Linked DNA regions of Mus musculus: all the other regions are linked to region 4. The links are chromatin contacts, called in public capture Hi-C and promoter capture Hi-C maps. All regions are on one chromosome and are shown on one strand. The core of a region is the stretch at or near the end of the contact, and the rest is flanking DNA. Distances in the headings are between cores, read along the strand shown.

Evidence for each region. Promoter capture Hi-C pulls out the DNA fragments that hold promoters and counts their contacts. Capture Hi-C pulls out chosen DNA fragments and counts their contacts.
Region 1: a promoter capture Hi-C map of cranial neural crest shows a contact between it and region 4. The contact joins the enhancer-like site here to the promoter of H1f3 in region 4. A contact is called at or near these places in 7 of 39 promoter capture datasets (the HPC-7 cell line, cranial neural crest, frontonasal cranial neural crest and 4 more), 6 of 115 datasets of contacts at active chromatin or transcription factors (acute myeloid leukemia, cardiomyocytes, embryonic hindbrain and 3 more) and 2 of 9 other capture datasets (adipose tissue and macrophages).
Region 2: a promoter capture Hi-C map of pre-B cells shows a contact between it and region 4, with 2.0 times the contacts expected there. The contact joins the promoter of Ripor2 here to the promoter of H1f3 in region 4. A contact is called at or near these places in 3 of 39 promoter capture datasets (frontonasal cranial neural crest, neutrophils and pre-B cells).
Region 3: a contact with region 4 is called in a capture Hi-C map of macrophages, with 10 times the contacts expected there. The contact joins the promoter of Pom121l2 here to the promoter of H1f3 in region 4. A contact is called at or near these places in 10 of 39 promoter capture datasets (cranial neural crest, frontonasal cranial neural crest, hematopoietic stem and progenitor cells and 6 more), 3 of 115 datasets of contacts at active chromatin or transcription factors (embryonic stem cells, microglia and stem cell-derived neural progenitor cells) and 3 of 9 other capture datasets (adipose tissue, liver and macrophages).

What each region holds. Positions count from the first base shown.
Region 1 is chr13:21,856,930-21,861,081 of GRCm38.p6, forward strand. No RefSeq gene overlaps it. Among named protein-coding and RNA genes, the nearest start is that of n-TTagt4, 3.0 kb to the left of the region's middle. Within about 2 kb of position 2,517, at least 7 of the 459 cell types and tissues checked have an H3K27ac peak or open chromatin away from gene starts, as enhancers often do.
Region 2 is chr13:24,637,207-24,641,207 of GRCm38.p6, forward strand. Ripor2 (RHO family interacting cell polarization regulator 2) reads left to right here and starts at 1,442. Exons shown (of 23, transcript NM_029679.2): 1 at 1,442-1,730. The coding sequence starts at 1,682.
Region 3 is chr13:21,979,574-21,983,885 of GRCm38.p6, forward strand. It overlaps Pom121l2 (POM121 membrane glycoprotein-like 2 (rat)), which reads left to right and starts at 1,608. Exons shown (of 1, transcript NM_001162928.1): 1 at 1,608-4,312. The coding sequence starts at 1,988.
Region 4 is chr13:23,553,515-23,557,527 of GRCm38.p6, forward strand. H1f3 (H1.3 linker histone, cluster member) reads left to right here and starts at 1,518. Exons shown (of 1, transcript NM_145713.4): 1 at 1,518-2,293. The coding sequence starts at 1,576. The coding sequence ends at 2,241.

The DNA of each region.
Region 1 (4,152 bases), core at 1,267-3,766, 1.7 Mb before region 4:
GTACCTGGCCCTGCGTTAGATTGCCATTACTACAAAATTAAAGTAAATAAGATAATAACAATTACCCTTACAATGAAAATGAATATTACAGAATGATATGTAGCTCAGAAAGCACTGAACATGTAAAAGAAAAATATGACAAATATATATAATTTATCACAGTTCAGACATTCACAGATGTATCTGTGCCAAAGGATCAACAAATGGCTCACTGCCTGTTTTCTCCCCTCCCCTCCCCTCCTATCTTCTCTTCTCTTTTCTTTCTGAGACATTGTCTTGCACTATAGCTGAGGCTAGCTTCTGTAGCCCAGGACTGATCTCAGATTTTGTTCGATCAAACATCTGTCTGTGGTCCAGGATCAACTCCAGACCTACTGTATTGTTTACTCTCATCCAGCCCCTCCGTACTGAAGGACAAAGCATCATTTACAAACAGAAAGGTCTGCCTTCCAGGGATTCTTTTGTCTGTTGTTTTGAGAAGTGTTTTTTCTTGTAACCCAGGCTGGTTTCAGATTTATTAAGTAGCTGAGACTGCCCTGAACTCCTGATACTCGGAGGCATCTGCCTCCCCAGTACAGGACACTGAAGGCCCAGAGCTGCCTTGCACCAGCTGTCTGTTTCTTTCTTTATTCTGCCCAGGATTAATTGTCAATATTGGACACTCACTTAACTGGTGAGTTTTGAAGTCCACACAGAAATTTAAAAAGAAGTACAGTGGTAGAGAATGTTAGGGAAAAGCTGAGGGCCAGCTCTTCTGACCTGGAGTCCAAGCAGGGACTTTAGGAATGAGATGAAGAAGAAAACAACCACATTGCAGAAAATGGCTTCCAAACACTGGTATGCTCCAGACTCGCCACAGTCCACTGTCCGTGTGGTCTGCTGTAGTGTTTCCTTTAATGTCTAACACAGAGGCTGAAGTCTACAGTTCCACATAAGCTCAGGATCTTTGGCCATCAAACACAGACAACTAAATTTTAAACTGCCTGGTGCCACACCTTAATCATGATCACACAGAAACCACTCAAGCATACTTTCTAATTATGACAACATTCCACTGTGGGGTGTTTGGAGTCAGTGGTTCCTGAGACACTAGAGATGGAGTTCCAACCAAGTCCCAGACATGTATGTCACAAGCTAAACTCACTGTATTTGTTTTAATGAGAACTGCTCCCATAAACTCATATATTTGAATGTTTGGTTCCCAGTTGGTGAACTGTTTAGGAAGTATTAGGAAAATGTGGCCTTACTGAAGGAGGTGTGTCACTGGAAGTGGGCTTGCAGGTTTCAAAAGCCCAAGTCAGGCCCAGTCTCACTCTCTCTGTAAGCTCTTATCCACTGCCTCAGCACCAAGTCTTGCTACCTGCTGCCATGGTTCCTTCCATGATAGTCATGGGCTTTCCTTCTGAAACTGTAAGGAAGCCCGCAGTTAATTGCTTTCTTCTCTAAGCTGCCTTGGTCATGGTATCTCTTCACAGCAATAGAACAGTAACTAGGACACTCCCCAACCAACAATCCTCCTTAAAGCCTGTGGTAAGATCCAACTTCTCTCACCTATTAACACCCTTCAAATTATTAAAAGTCCTGTTGGTTTCAGCAGCACCACGTGTGAAATGTCTATTCCCTCTGCTCTTTATCTGTCTCTGTCTGAGTCCCCAGGATCTCTCCTTTGCCACAGTCTACACCAACCTCTACTTACTCCCCCTGCTTTTGAGATCAGTGGTCTAATTCAGGCATGTGGTTGGTGATCACTTGTAACCCCAGTAATAAGGAGGATTGTGGTTAATTCTTAGTCAGCCTGGGCTACACACTGAAACTTTGTCTCAAAAATCAAATAATAAATTTCCAAGTCTTTGTTCTTTCTTTCTGGATCCCAAGCTGGCCTGGAGCTCACCTCATAGCCCAGGGTGACTTTGCATTTGTTACAATCTCCTACCTTAGCCTCTAGGAAGCTGGGATTACAGGCACCACCAGGCCTGCTTCTCTCAGCTTCCACAGTAACTCTGTGTCTTTCTGTCTGTCTGTCCCTCCTCACTTCCTTCTTCCTTTCTTTTTCTATGTCTCTTTGGAGACAGGGTCTGATTCTGTAGCCTAGGCTTGCCTGGAACTCGCAGTACTCTTCCTGTCTCTGTCTGCCAGGTACTGGGATTTGAGATGGACATACTATTGTGGGATTCTGATCAAAGAGACAGAACTCTAAAGACAGAACGTTAAAACGGCTTTAATGTGCATGCACAGGGTCAGGTGAAGTATGGTTTGTAAAGAAAACTTACAGTGAGTACAGCAAAATGGTGCTTTTTATGTGGCTTCTGCTTCTTTGTCTGCTGAATATGGTAAGCTTTTAGTTGTTTTAAAACCTTAAAGTAGGATTCTAAAGATGGCATGGATGTGGAGGAAAGGAGGGCTGCTTGGAGCATGTAGGAACATCTCACATAAGCATTTTGTCAGGGACTAAACCATGCAGCAGACTCTTTGTCCCTCCTTCAAGGTCTCTGAAAGGCTTATTAAGGAGGGAGGGAGGTGTGAGAGCTGTATGCTCAAGGACAGTGCCAGACTGTGCAGCTGTTTCTGTTTTTCTATTCTATGGGTCTTACCGGCCCCAACCACACCACCACATCTGGGCTCTTAGGGTGCTTTCTGAAGCAAACTATAATTGGCTCCTTCTTTCTGCTTTATTTTATAATCCAGTTCAACAATCTCTGGGTTTGAATCCTCTGCTCCATTTACATTTGATGTGGTTATTCATATGATTGTATTTTTGAGGAGTTCATTTTTCATATCCCATTCAAAAACTAAGCCTAGGACCATTTAAGCCATTTGCTATCTCTACTGGGGGGAAGATTCTGCTTCTGCAGTCTGCCACTGATCCACTTGACCTTAAGGCTGCCTTCTGCAGCCTCCAGTAAGAATCTCAAAGTAGCTGGAGGCTAGGTAAAGTCTTGGCAGGGAATTGCACTTCGCTAAATTGAAATCTCCAGGAGAAAAGGGGAGAGGGAGTTATCTCTGCCCTTTATTCTCAGTACTTGTAAGACTCAGAGCATGTGTTCTCATGGAAAAAACAAAACAAAACAAAACACTGCAGGTCTGCACATAAATTCAATCAAAAATTGAATAGGAGGTTATAACAGAGAATGCCTATGTGCGCATACACTAAGAGCAATTATCTGGCTAAACTTTCACCATTTGTTAGTAGCTTGCAGTCGTGGAAAATTTTTAGACTATAACTAAGCTGTCATTGAAGTTTTGACAAACTCAGTCAATATCTTAGCCCCTGTTTTTGCACCTGGGGTCCTGTGGTACATATCTTCTTTACAACATTCGGTTTATGATGGAATATGCCCTAAATTTTAGAAGTCTGCTGTTTTCTCAGAAACAACTAAGCAGTCCTGTTTTAAAAGGAACTCGATGTGCTGTGGAGGTTGTCACTTGGAAACAATGGAAATCCTGACATGCTAGCTGTTTCTGCAGAATAAACGCTCTTTGTCTTTGTATATGCAAATCTGAGTCTGGGGTCTTCCTTCCTTCGGTGTTTTTCAGACCCTTGCAACTTAATCTGTGACAGAATTTTCCCTGTCCGATCAGATTAAAATATTAGTGCAGCAGGAAGCCTGTGATTAGACAGGGGGAAGGAAGGCTGAGCTAGGAGTTGCAGAGACAGAGTGTCTCAGAAGGAGGAAGGTCAAGGTGGAGGCGGAGTTGTGAACCAGAGTGGCTTTAACCAGCCATTGGTAGTCATGACCTCATAAAGGTTAGAATATTGGAATAATTTGTCTAATCTAGGTGGGCAGATTTTATCATTACCAATTGACTCTGAAATTATTGTATTGGCATCTTGTGTATTGAGAATTTATTGATATATAAATCTAACTAGTTAATTATAAGCTTCAAGAGTTTTGACTTACTCTGTTACTGAAATGTGGGACCACTGACTACAGGAGTTTATGGCAGAGAGGGAACTATCAGCTCCAGAGTCAAGCAAACCAGAGCTGGGAACACAGCAATCTGTTGCTGAGGGGGCTAACTAGAGACAGAGCTCTCAGGACCACTCAGGGGCCCGAGAGTTGCGGCACAAGGGCGGAAACATGCTGGTCGATTTTTTAATATTTCCTGCAACGGGTGTGTTTGCTTCTTTTTTTTTTTTCCCCAGAACTTTCA
Region 2 (4,001 bases), core at 192-2,691, 1.1 Mb after region 4:
TGCCTGCCTATAAAGTGGGAATCAAAATACTGAAAGGTTACAGCCAGGTGTAAACAGTCTAATGTCAGGGGATAAGAAGATCGCCATAAACTTACGTTTAGTTCTGTACGGATTGATGCATTAGGGACTTGCTTGTTGAGCAGAACACCCATGAGGAAACACACAGAGAGCTTGCTTGCCCTCTGTGTGCTAAGCTGTCACATGTGTAGTCGTAGTCGACGCTTTCCTCCTAGGAAGGAATGTCCACATGGGAAGGTGGCTTCCTGATGGGGAGTGTGTTGAGTTGAGAGAAGGGCATTGGAGAATGCAGCTGGCAAGGGTAGCCTGTCTGAGCTCCTCTCAAGCCATGGCCTCGTGGTCCAGGTGAGAGGCCTGTACAGTGCTCCTCCTTGGGTGATCCCTGAAGTCTGGCTGTATCCTTAGGTGGGGTGTGATTCAGCTGCTTGCGTTTTCCAGGTCTAAGGATGTCCAGGTTTCCTGATGCTGCCATAGACTCCTCTCCTAGCCTTTGTTGGTCAAGGTTTATACTTCTTGATTCTAATGTCCTCATAAAGTGACTAGGTCTCAGCTTGGAATGTGATGGATGAATTTGTGGGACACTTTGATTTTACATATTGTAAATACACAATTGTATGAGTAAGACAGTTTCCCTGAGGAGGAAACTGAGGCCTGGAAGACTGCCAACCTAAGGATGGACGCAGAGTCCACTCTTGGGCTCCAGGTCCTTAGAATACCCAACCTCATACTCTTCACTCACACACATATAATAGCCTAGTTACCAATGCTGACCTGGGATTTACTATATATAACCCAGGCTGGCATCGAACTTACAGCAGCCTTCCTGCCTTAGCCTCTTGAATGCCACCACACTCAGCTTCTAAAGGTCCTTTTTCTATGGAATGTTTCTGTCTGTCAGACCCACCTACATTTTATAGCCTTATGTATAATTCAAATTCACACCAAAAGAGAGGTTTCAAAGTCAAACAAAAGTCTTGCTTCTCCCTATCATAGTGAAACCTCTGTCGAAACAAGCCCTGGGTACTTGTACCCAGAGGCCCTCTCCAACCGGGCTTTTCAACATAACTCCTGCCTTGAGCCTTGAACTTCACTCTTCACCACTGCACACAACCCTCCCCCATCTCATCATTTGCAATGCACGGCCCTTTTTGAGATCCCCAAAGGCTGGCTGCACAGGCACTCTTGTCTCAGCTGAGATCTCCTCTAATGCTCCGTGTCCGGCTGGTCTCAACTCCCCTGCGGCGGAGTCCTTCTAAGCTGCGCCACAAGCTAGTGTCCCAGAGCCTGACGTGCAGGCAGACGATCAGCTGGAGGCAAGCACCCAAGCGCACCCTGAAGGAGTCGGGCTGAAGGGACCATCAAGCAGCTGTCTCCACCCGCCCTCCTCCCTCGCCCCCCCCCCACCGGTGACGCGCCAGCCCCCGCGTGCGCGCCTCCCCACCGCCCTCTCCGCTACCGCGCTCGCTCCGCTCTCTGCCACCCGCGCGTCCTCTGGCCCCGCAACTTCACCCGGCGCGGCGGCAGCTGGTGCGACGCCCGAGCGCTGGGGCCACGACTGTTACCCTCGGACCTTTCCCTGTTGGCTGGGAGGAACGAGCACCGGTGTCCGCGGAGCCGGAGGTGCACGGCAGCGAGGGGCGGTGCGTGGGTGCCGAGGTGGTACATGCCACCCGGTACTAAGCGTCTCCGGGCACTAGGAGCGTTCTCGGCAGGTAGGTGCACGCGCCTCTTAAACACATTCTCTGCGGCTGATTTTGGTTTCCACCGGCATGAGGTGGGTGTATGGAGGAGTGTCCTGGGCTTGAATGAGCCTGGCATATTAAGAAGAACCCTTGGGTGTCCGGGCTTCCTAGGTCCTGGCGAATCCGGGGAGCCTGATGTGGGCTGGGACGAGAAGGGAAGTTATTAAGGAAGAGGGGCCGTGCACTTAGCGCAGGCCGACCCAAAGGATGTCCCGCACTGTGGAAGGACCGATTGAGAAGGCTAGAGAAGCCTGTGGCACTACCTAAGGTAGGGGCTTGTCAGGGACAGGGGATCCCGCGGGTGGGATCGTGGATGAACCCTGGCTTCCGAAAGACTTCCGGGCACCCAGCAGCGATGGGTGATCCAGCTCAGAGGGAGGATCGCAATTTCCAAGGGCTTCATGTGCCTCCAGACTGAGCAATTGAGCTTGGCTGGGACCCAGCTGTTCCAAATTGGCCACGTGAAACCGGTGAGAATGGGGAAGAGGGCAAGCCAAAAGAAATGTGTTGTTTTTGATGCCAACCTGTGTTTGGAAAGACTGGGGTACGGGGTCACACTTGGGGAACACTCTAACCCTAGCAGGTGTCTGTGATATTGAACGTGCGCGGGGGGTGGGGGGGGGGTTCTGTAGTTCTCCCTCAGGCTATTTATTACCTCATAGCTCCCTCCCACAGTTTCCTGGATAGGGATGCAGACCCCTCGCTGTAGAAGAGGGCGGGCGTTGGAATTCGCTAAGCAGAGCCATTCAGGTGCGAGAATGACAGGACTGTGGACAGTCACAGCTCCTGAGTGAGAAAACAAGACGAAATCCTAGAGAAGCTAGCAATGTTTTTTGGGGAGTGGGGGTGGGGCAGAGTGGGATCCACAGCCCATAGGCTCTGGTCTGGGGGACACCTATATGTTGCATGAGTGACTGTGAAGAAATGTCAACACTTCAGCTGGGGGAACAATGTGATTGTCTTTAAAGCACACACACACACACACACACACACACAAGCTGCCTTTCCTCTCAGCTCCCCTTGCAAATATGAGCACCCGCCCATTGTTTCCTGACACAGTCATTTCTTCCTTCTTCTGTTTCGTTGTTTTTGATGTTAGTTGGTTGGATGGTTTTGTTTTGTTTTGGGAGAGTTTTCTGGGTCAGGTTTGCCTCGCTCCTCCTTCCCACCCTCACCCAGTATTCCTACTAGCCTACTTCTCTTAGAGCAGGCTCTGAGAGTCCCATTCATAAGGTTTAGCTCCACTAGAGCCTTCTATCTGCTGTTACAGCAAGAGAGGTCAGGGCACAACTCCTGCAAAGAACCAGCACCCTCAATCCAATCTCCAGCAGTTACCTGTAAAGTAGGCACCCTCGCTTTGCGGCAATAAATCTTAGGGCAGGGAGGGGGGTGTCTACTCAGTCCAACCTCCAACAACATCAGAGCTCCTGCTGACGTCCCAAGAGTGGAGATCCAGCCACAAGGTGGCCTTTGCCCTAGAAGTTAATGCGTTTGCCTGTCTAAAAGCTGACTGCACCCAACCATCTGAAAAAGAACATTGGAGAATATGTTTAGTCAAAACATAGCACATGTGTTGCTTTTCCAAAAGCCCCCTGATGGGTGTTGTTGCTCTCTTCCTCTGACACTCTGATGTGAGATGTTTTCACTAGGAATATTTTGTCCTCAATATAAATATAGAGACTGCCAAACCCGAGAGAGGGAAGGCTGTTAGCCCGGCCAGAGGCCTTGCCCGGAAGCCTGATTACCAAAACACAGGTTCTCTGACTCCTTTCCTTTTGTTGATTAGCAGAGAAGCAGAGAAGGGACTTGTCTGCTTTCAGGAGTGAATGCCCCAAGGAGGAGGTTTTTATGCCTATTGTTTGGATCTGGGGAACTACACCTATATAAGTGTCCAGGCTTTGGAATGGGGTCATGATAGGCGTGCTGACTAAATCTTCTGTCACTAACAAGAAACTATCCCCACCAGGATAGACCCTAGGACTCAGCTACATTATTAACCATGTGCCTCCTTCTAAATGAACCCAACCACTTCTGTTATTCTTTGTCCCTCCCTCCCTTCCTGCCCCTCCTCCATTCTGTGTGAATGTGTGTGTGAGTGTGAGTGTGTGTGGGTGTGTGTGTTCAGGTGTCTTCTTCTGTCAGTCTTCACCTTATTATTTAAGACAGTCTCACTGAACCTGAAGCTCATCAATTCAGCAAGATTAAGTGGCTGAGAGCTCTAGGGACTTCCCACTCGCTGCT
Region 3 (4,312 bases), core at 358-2,857, 1.6 Mb before region 4:
ATTCAGCCTTACCTGGATGGAGGTCTCTGAAAGGGAACTGTTGGCTTGGCCATGGGGTTTTGTTTGTTTGTTTGTTTGTTTTTGTTTTTGCCCCTGCCTTTGCTGGAAATAGACTCAGCATTAAGATAGTACACAGACTTCTAAACTGGCTCTCATGACTTCAACTCTTTCCTGGCCATTGTTGTTCAGTTTGGTTCTTTTAAGACAGGTCGATAAAAAATCCCAATAGTCAATTTTTACTACTTAAAAAATAACAACAATTGGGCAATGGTGCACACCTTTTATCCCAGCACTCAGAAGGCAGAGGTAGGTAGGTCTCTGTGAGTTCAAGGCCAGCCTGGTCAACATAGAGTGAGTTCTAGGACATCCAGGGCTACATAGAGAAACTCTGTCTCAAAAACAAAACAAAACAAAACAACCAAAAACCAAAACCAAAACCAAACCAAACCAACCAAACAAAAACAAAACAAAAGATAACAACAATAGCACACAAATCATTATACTGTTACCTTTCTGTCCTCTCCTTTATTCTTCCTTCTGCCCCAGTCTTAAGCAACCAGCAATCATTCCTGTGGATTTGCAAACTCTGTTTTGTTACATGTGTGGTGAACTCCCACAATTGAATGATTTTCTCAGCATACATTGTAAACGTATGTCCCATTCAGTCATCCTCACTCAAATTTTAGTTCACCTCCTTCCCCAGTTTCTCTATGCAACCACCTCCTGGGGACACTTAATAGCTGGATACAGCCCTATTTATTCCTACCCTCCTTACATGCTAGGGGCATCTCAGTGTGAACTTCTAGAACTGTTTCACATTTGTAGATAGATGCTCTATTGTTGAGACATAGAAGTTTCTACTTTCTATATTTCCTGAATGTCTTACAGTAGCTCTGTGTATGTGTGGGGTACTTTCGTGTGCTCATGGAGAGTCTCTCCACCTTACTTAAAATTTTAAAAATTACATTTCGTGTATACAGTGTGTATGTATACACAGTATGTATGTATATACAGTGTGTATGTATACACACACACACACACACACACACACACACACACACACACGCTATTGCTATATTGTGTATTTGGAGCTCAGCGGACAGCTTATGGGAGTTAGCTCACTCCTTCCACCAAGTGCATGCTCAGACTTGGCCATCTTGCTTGTCAATACTGTTTTGAGAAAGTGCTTGGTTAGCTACTTGTTTTGTTTTGGGTGAAATGTAAGATTCTAGCTCATGGCCAGGCAGAGTTCTTTGATACTTTGGTCCACTGGCCAGCATAGGGGTGTAGAGTGAAACTTTCTGTATCCCCCTAAGAAGTCAGTTTTACCTTCAACTTCTATCAACTTGTTTAACACACTAATTCTGCAAGTGAATAGAGGTTTGGTCGGGAAGAGGAGCTCCAAGTGTCTTCTAAATAGACCCTTTCCCGCCAGGGTGCAAGGTTACAAATCCTGACTTTATCCCCTGAAGGTATGATGCTGGGTTTGGCCATGAGGAGGCTCTGATAGAACTCACAGACATTACCTCAGCTGGCTGCTGCCTTTCCCATTGACAAGTCACAATGCCCTATAGCCTGCCTAAACAGTTCCATCTTCCTCTGGTCCTGTGCCCTCTCGAGCACACCCACTCGTTCCCTCGTACGTTCACTCGTACGATGAAGGGATTCAAATCACCCAGAGTCGCTTCCAGCTCAGAGTTTGGGGAACTGGGACGCGCACCAATGCGCATCCAGGTCCAAGGCCGGGTCCTGCCTGGATGCTAGACACCGAGCCCCCATGAGCTCTGCCAGTGTGGTGCTCAGACCGCAGATCCCAGAGCGGGCTGACGTGGTTGCCGTGGCCCGCGTGTCGCCAGCTCCCCAGTTCCCTCGCGCTTTTCTGGCGCTCGTGGCCCAACCGTCACTCGAGCAGCGGATGCTTGGATTCGGCCGCCTCCGCCGAGGTTGAAACGGGGCTAGAAGTCACCGCCCGTCCGCGCCTCTCAGCATGGGCAGCTACCTGGGCAAAGCGGGGTCCTCGCCGCGGTCCCCAGCACAGGGGCGCGCAGACTCAGGGGAGAAGCCTGCGAGCCGCCGACCCGCTAGGCCCCTCTACCAGGTCCACCGGGTGCAGCATGTCCACCGCGCCCAGCCCGCTCGGAGACACAGGCCGGCCCGGAGGCCGCCCAACTGGGATCCCGCCAACCCTACCGCTTTCGTCAGTGAGGCCTGGAGGCGCTTCCCCATGAAGAGGCCACAGAACCCCATCATGGGCTCTCTTCCTTCAGACTGGTGGGAAAGTTACCTGAAGCGTAATATTTGGTCCCTTCGTCACCCTCGGGCCACATGGAGTCCGGTGACAGTCAAGATCTCGCCTCCTGAGCGGAGACCACGGCCCTTGTTCCCGGTCTCAAGAGTGGTGAACTCCGCGGGACCTTCAGAGGAGCCACCAGGGCCCTGTGGAAAGGACCCGGTGCTGAGGGCCCTCCTCCAGTGCAGGAAGGGCAGAGCCAGGTGGGAAGAGCCACTGTTCCCGGACACCTCCGACAGCCAAAGGCATTCGGCCTCCGTATGGTCCGCCTTTAAGCCCCTGTTGAAAAGTGGGGCCACTGTTTCGTTTGTGGCCAGGCCTGGGTCTCTGAAAAGGAGACCCCATGTCCAGAGCTCAGATGATAAATGTAAGAGATCCGGTTGCTTCTCTGGGGCCCTTGTGGCCAGCATACATACCCAAGGCCCCCCCAGCACAAAAAGAAATGCTATTACCAGTTCTTACAGTTCTTCTAGAGAGCTCTCAGGATCTTGGAAGAGACATTTTCTCAGGACATTAGTCCAGACTCCAGAATGGCCATTGAAAAAAGCAGGAGAGAGTCCTAATTCTCACCTCTCAGTCACACCCAGCAGCTCTGGACAGCTAAATGGAGAGATTCCTCTACTGCAGTCTGGCCCTAGGGACCTGCTAACTATACCTTGCCAGCAAGGTCCTGTTGTCACTGAAGAGGACCCAACATTAGAGGGGCAAGCTGTGCCGAGCAACCAAACCACAGAAGCTACAACCGGGACAGCCGGAGACTCCATTCCAGAGATGAGGGCTGGAATTCAGCCTACCTTGTCTCTCAGTCGGTCGTCTTCTGAGAGAGTTCTTAGCACCCACGTGAACCCTCAGCTGGAAAGCTTGAAGAATATGCCTGCCCCACTCGGGTGCTCACAGTTAGAGCACATCCAAGGCATCTCTTCAGACTCAAATCCCTCAATTGCTTCCACCCAGGCGTCTCCAAGCTCTCCCACAACACCAGTCACTGATTCCACCTGGCTATCTTCAATCCCTCGGGCTCACAGGTCTGCTGTGCCCCCACACTCATCTGTCATTAACCCCACAGCACCCACCACACAAAGCACTTTGGTTGGGGTGGTGAGTAACCCAATTCTCCATCTTCCTGCATCTGTACTTCCCGTGGAGACGTCTTCTCACTTAGCATTAAGACCTATTTGGGGGCCTGTTCACAGTACTGAGGTTAGAACTGCCTCATACTCCAGAATTTCTGTCATGGCTGAGGCCTCTTCAAGCTCTTCTCCCTCTACAACTCCAGGTATCTTAAGGCCCACCTTCAAGCCTATCTTTGGCAGTATAGAACCGCTTCAAACTATGTCTGAGACAGCTCCTGTGCACACCAGGCAGCCCTCTTCTTCACTGAGTTCTGATTCTACCCATCTTTTCCACAGCCTAGCCACCACAGCCCCCTGTGTGGTTACGTCTGTCATTCCAGCCAGCAAATCCAAAGACCCTGGTGTGGATTTGAACATAGTGACCAGCACCACAGGCAACTCTTGCTCTGTCCCTTCTTGCAGCACTTTCCTGCTTGGAGCTTCCCAGAACTTTCCCTCGGCCACTGATTTAATTTTCCCTTCCCAACACCCCACAATTCCCACTGTACACACGGTCACTATCTTTAGCCAGGTTCTTACTAGTGCCATCAAGATATCCCCTCTTAGAAGCACTGATACACTGAAGGGGGTGAGCAACCCTCTGGCAACTTTGGGCTTATCGTCCACAAACCAGCCTCCAGTGACCTCAAGCAACTCCAATGTGACTTCAGCACTCACATCATCTTTGGGGTCAAGCCCAAAGCCACTTTTGCCACCATCCCAAAGAAATACTTCTCAAAGCTCACCTGGGGCCATAGATGGGCTAAAGCAATCTTCTCTCCAGCTAGCTCCTGCCCAAAGCTTCAGTACCTCTTTCCTTTCAGAGAACTCAGGTGTGTCTCCAACCCCATCTGCTCAACTGGTCCTTAGCAAGACCACACAGCCAGCTTGTGGGCAGTTGACATCGTCA
Region 4 (4,013 bases), core at 268-2,767:
GAATACCTCATGAGGCTGTAATCTCTCACCTGTTACTATAGTAATGGTGTGCATTTGTGTGTATGTGTGTATATTTGCTTATCTAACACAAAATTGAGAGAAGAGGACGAAGCCATAAGTTTCACTGTTCTCACACCTCTTAGGGATTTTTATCGCCTGTTTTTAATCTCTACAAAATAGTACAAGCCTTACTACAGAGAATAATCTGCTGTTTTTCAGGATGTAATTATATTTTGGAGTTAAGACCAAAACCACATTTGTGATATTAGCCTCCACAGTCATGAGTGGGAATGAGTGAAGCTTCTTATGGTTTCAAGTTTGTAGTCCCATGGTTGATCCCTTTTCCAGAAACTTTATTCTTGCTGCAGTTATCATAATGATAACTGACTATGAAATGTTTAAGTCCTTTGGTGGATACCACCTGCTAATTCTTTTGTTTGTGACAGACTATATTATATATGTAATATATGTAATGAGGTCAGCAGCTATCATGGAAATTAAAAAACAGATTTTCTTTCACATTCTGCTTGTTTTTAATAATGAAATTCAAATCATTTTAAAACTGGAAATATGCAGAAAACTGTTGTGATAAGTGTTGGCAAGGGGAAACAGCTGCATAACACAGGTCCTGAAACACGGCATATAACACAGCTGTAAACTTTGTACTCTAAACACGGAGTGAGTTGCTAAGTCAGGTTATATCTCACTGTTCTTCAGCTCCCAGTTGCTAAACTTCTGTTCCTTCTTGACCTAGGTATCTTTTTTCTGTACATGTGATAGTTGGTGTACATTTCTCTATCAAATCTGAAAAATATGTGCTTTCAGCTTTTGATCTACAATAGGGATGGCACAGACTCATCACGTCTCCAGAAAATGGCTAAATCACTAAAACAGGAAAACCGAAGGGGAATTACACACTGGTATCTCAAATATCATTAAAAAATCCAATCGATATTTTCTACAATAATCATTCCCCCGGTATGCACTGCTTTCCCATCTAGTGCCAATTCCTACAGCTTGGTGCAGATAGCCCTGGAAGCTTGTGTTGTTGCTTTCTCGAAAAACTCAAATTTCCCTATGTATTTCCGTGAAAACAAGTTATTTCATAGAGTCCTGAAATGATAAGAATGTGAGGAACCATGTCCTGAAACAAAAGTTTGCTAATGACCGCGAGAGAAGTAGTATTTTTAAGGAAAACCTTAAAGTTGTCCCAATTTTCGTCAAGTTTGAAAGAGAGTTGGGGCAATCAGAGAAGTTTCAGGGTGCCGATTTTGAACATAGGTGCACAAATTAAGGCAAGAATGTAGCCTACAGGCTCTCGGATCAGTTTCCCCCAAGTCCCTAATTATTTCGTGCCCATATTTTTTATATTTTTATACTTTTTTGAGGGGCAACAAACACAGCCACAAGGCAAAGCTGAAGATCCTTTCTCTGGCAACGCGGCGCACGGCGCACGGCGCAGGGAACCAATCACCACGCAGCTTCTCTCTATATAAACCCAGAGCCTGCAGCACTGGGAACAACCTTCTCTGACTGTTTGTGCTTACTTTTTGCTTTACTAGTAAAGCTTAGAACATGTCCGAGACCGCTCCCGCGGCGCCTGCTGCCCCTGCACCTGTGGAGAAGACACCTGTGAAGAAGAAGGCGAAGAAGACCGGCGCCGCTGCTGGGAAGCGCAAGGCGTCCGGACCCCCGGTGTCCGAGCTCATCACCAAGGCTGTGGCCGCCTCCAAGGAGCGCAGCGGCGTGTCCCTGGCTGCGCTCAAGAAGGCGCTGGCGGCCGCGGGGTACGATGTGGAGAAGAACAACAGCCGCATCAAGCTCGGGCTGAAGAGCCTGGTGAGCAAGGGTACCCTGGTGCAGACCAAGGGCACCGGCGCCTCCGGCTCCTTCAAACTCAACAAGAAGGCGGCTTCCGGTGAGGCTAAGCCCAAGGCTAAGAAGGCAGGCGCGGCCAAGGCCAAGAAGCCTGCGGGAGCAGCCAAGAAGCCTAAGAAGGCGACTGGTGCTGCCACACCCAAAAAGACGGCCAAGAAGACTCCGAAGAAGGCGAAGAAGCCTGCGGCGGCTGCCGGCGCCAAGAAAGTTTCCAAGAGTCCCAAGAAGGTGAAGGCTGCTAAGCCCAAGAAGGCAGCAAAGAGTCCAGCCAAGGCCAAGGCTCCCAAGGCTAAGGCTTCCAAGCCTAAAGCTTCTAAGCCGAAGGCCACCAAGGCAAAGAAGGCTGCCCCTCGCAAGAAGTAGAGTGGTGCGTCCTGCTTTGAAAATCTCAAACGGCTCTTTTCAGAGCCACCCACAACCTCATTCAAAAGAGCTGAGCCTTTTTCTGGTTTTCTCATGGTATGTCCGCTGACTCTGGCTATGTGTTCCGAAGCAGATCAATTCTGTGCACTTTGTTATGGGTACATTTAGGAGCATCTATAAACTCTAGTTGAGCGATAGATTGTATCATTTTCAGCTCTAGCTGGACTTCTGGCCGGCAGTTTTTTGCTTCTGTGTGTGCTCCACACACGTGTTCATATTCCAAGAGTTTGGCGGGAAGTCCTTTCTAATGTCGCCTAGGCGTGATAAGGCATTAGGGGGGTTCTCTAGGAAGCTACTCTCACAATAGTGGCTACAGGCTGGAGCCTCTGTTTTAAGTTTTCCAATCCGGCTACACAAGGTGGTTTTGAGAATTAACCAATCAAGCCGTACTTTCAGTCATGGGTGTTGCACCAATCAGAGATTGTGATATTAAGATTTACATTTACGTACTGGGACGCTGGCGTTTTTTCTCTGTCCCCGCCCCTTTGTTCACTTCAGAGCTCTGGAATTCCGTCCTAAGAATTTTTAATTGTGTTTTCCGAGAAATTGAAAGCGCTCCTATTTCCTCCAAACTTAGCCACCTTCGCAGTTTTTAGGCACTGATCACATTGCCACTATAAGTGTGGAAGCTTTTTTAATACCCTGGTGGTTAGGTTTTAGTAAGGAAATTGAACACCACTGACAGTTCTGCACATTCCTTCCTCATACATTGTTTTGAGGTTATCTGTTCTCCCTTATTTGGTCAGTAGACCAATAGTAGGCTGAGGACGTGAAAGAAAAACCATTTTGGAAGGTTTGGTTTGCAGTTTGACTTCACAAATTTGGGCAAACAAAACAAGCACATAAAAACACAAACCAACCTTAACTGTCCTTCAGGAAGCTGATCCAAATTTGGGGATGCCATTTCCATTTAATTATTGAAAGTATTAAAGTTTGTGTGTGTGTGTGTGTGTGTGTGTGTATATTATATATATATATTTGTATGTATTTATTTATTTAAAATTGGGGCCCCCTTTTCTTTTATCCTGATGATGTAAGAATTCTACAGATGTTTAATTGAGCTTCTCATAGGAAGAAATTACATATCATTTAAAAAATATTTTTATATTATGTGTTTGTGTGTGTGTGTAGGTCAGAGGACAACCTGCAACAGTCAGCTGGGGCTTCAGGTCTGGAGGCAAGCACCTGGTATAAGCCATCAACTCTATCGTCTACGTTTCAATCTAGCATTTCATTAGAGGAGAGTAGGTAAAGGATCTTGTATTCGAGCCTCAAGAGCTGTGTTCAATCCAGGGATCCATATGTTGGAAGAACACAGGCTCCTAAAAGATGGTTTTTGACCTCCACAGGCCAGTGCTTGTGTAAGTCACCCTCTGCTCACATCTAGCCCAGATAAGGTAAAGCTATACTGATAGGCACTGAATTACTGAATTTGATTTCATGTAATTTAAAAAAAATACTGTAAAGGATAGGTAAGTTCCTATTACATTTTGACGTGCCTGTGATATCAGAATTGTATGTGTAATCAGATGTTTGTAGAATACTCTGCAGTTATTGTGTCTCTGAATGAAGTTCATGTGTATGAGTGTTCCTTCTGTCTGCTGATGGAGTTGATTATCTGATGATGTTAAAGAATGCTCAATAAATACACAGGTAAAATATGATCATACTTACTACTTTTCTCATCCCCCACACTTTAAGTCCTTAAAGGT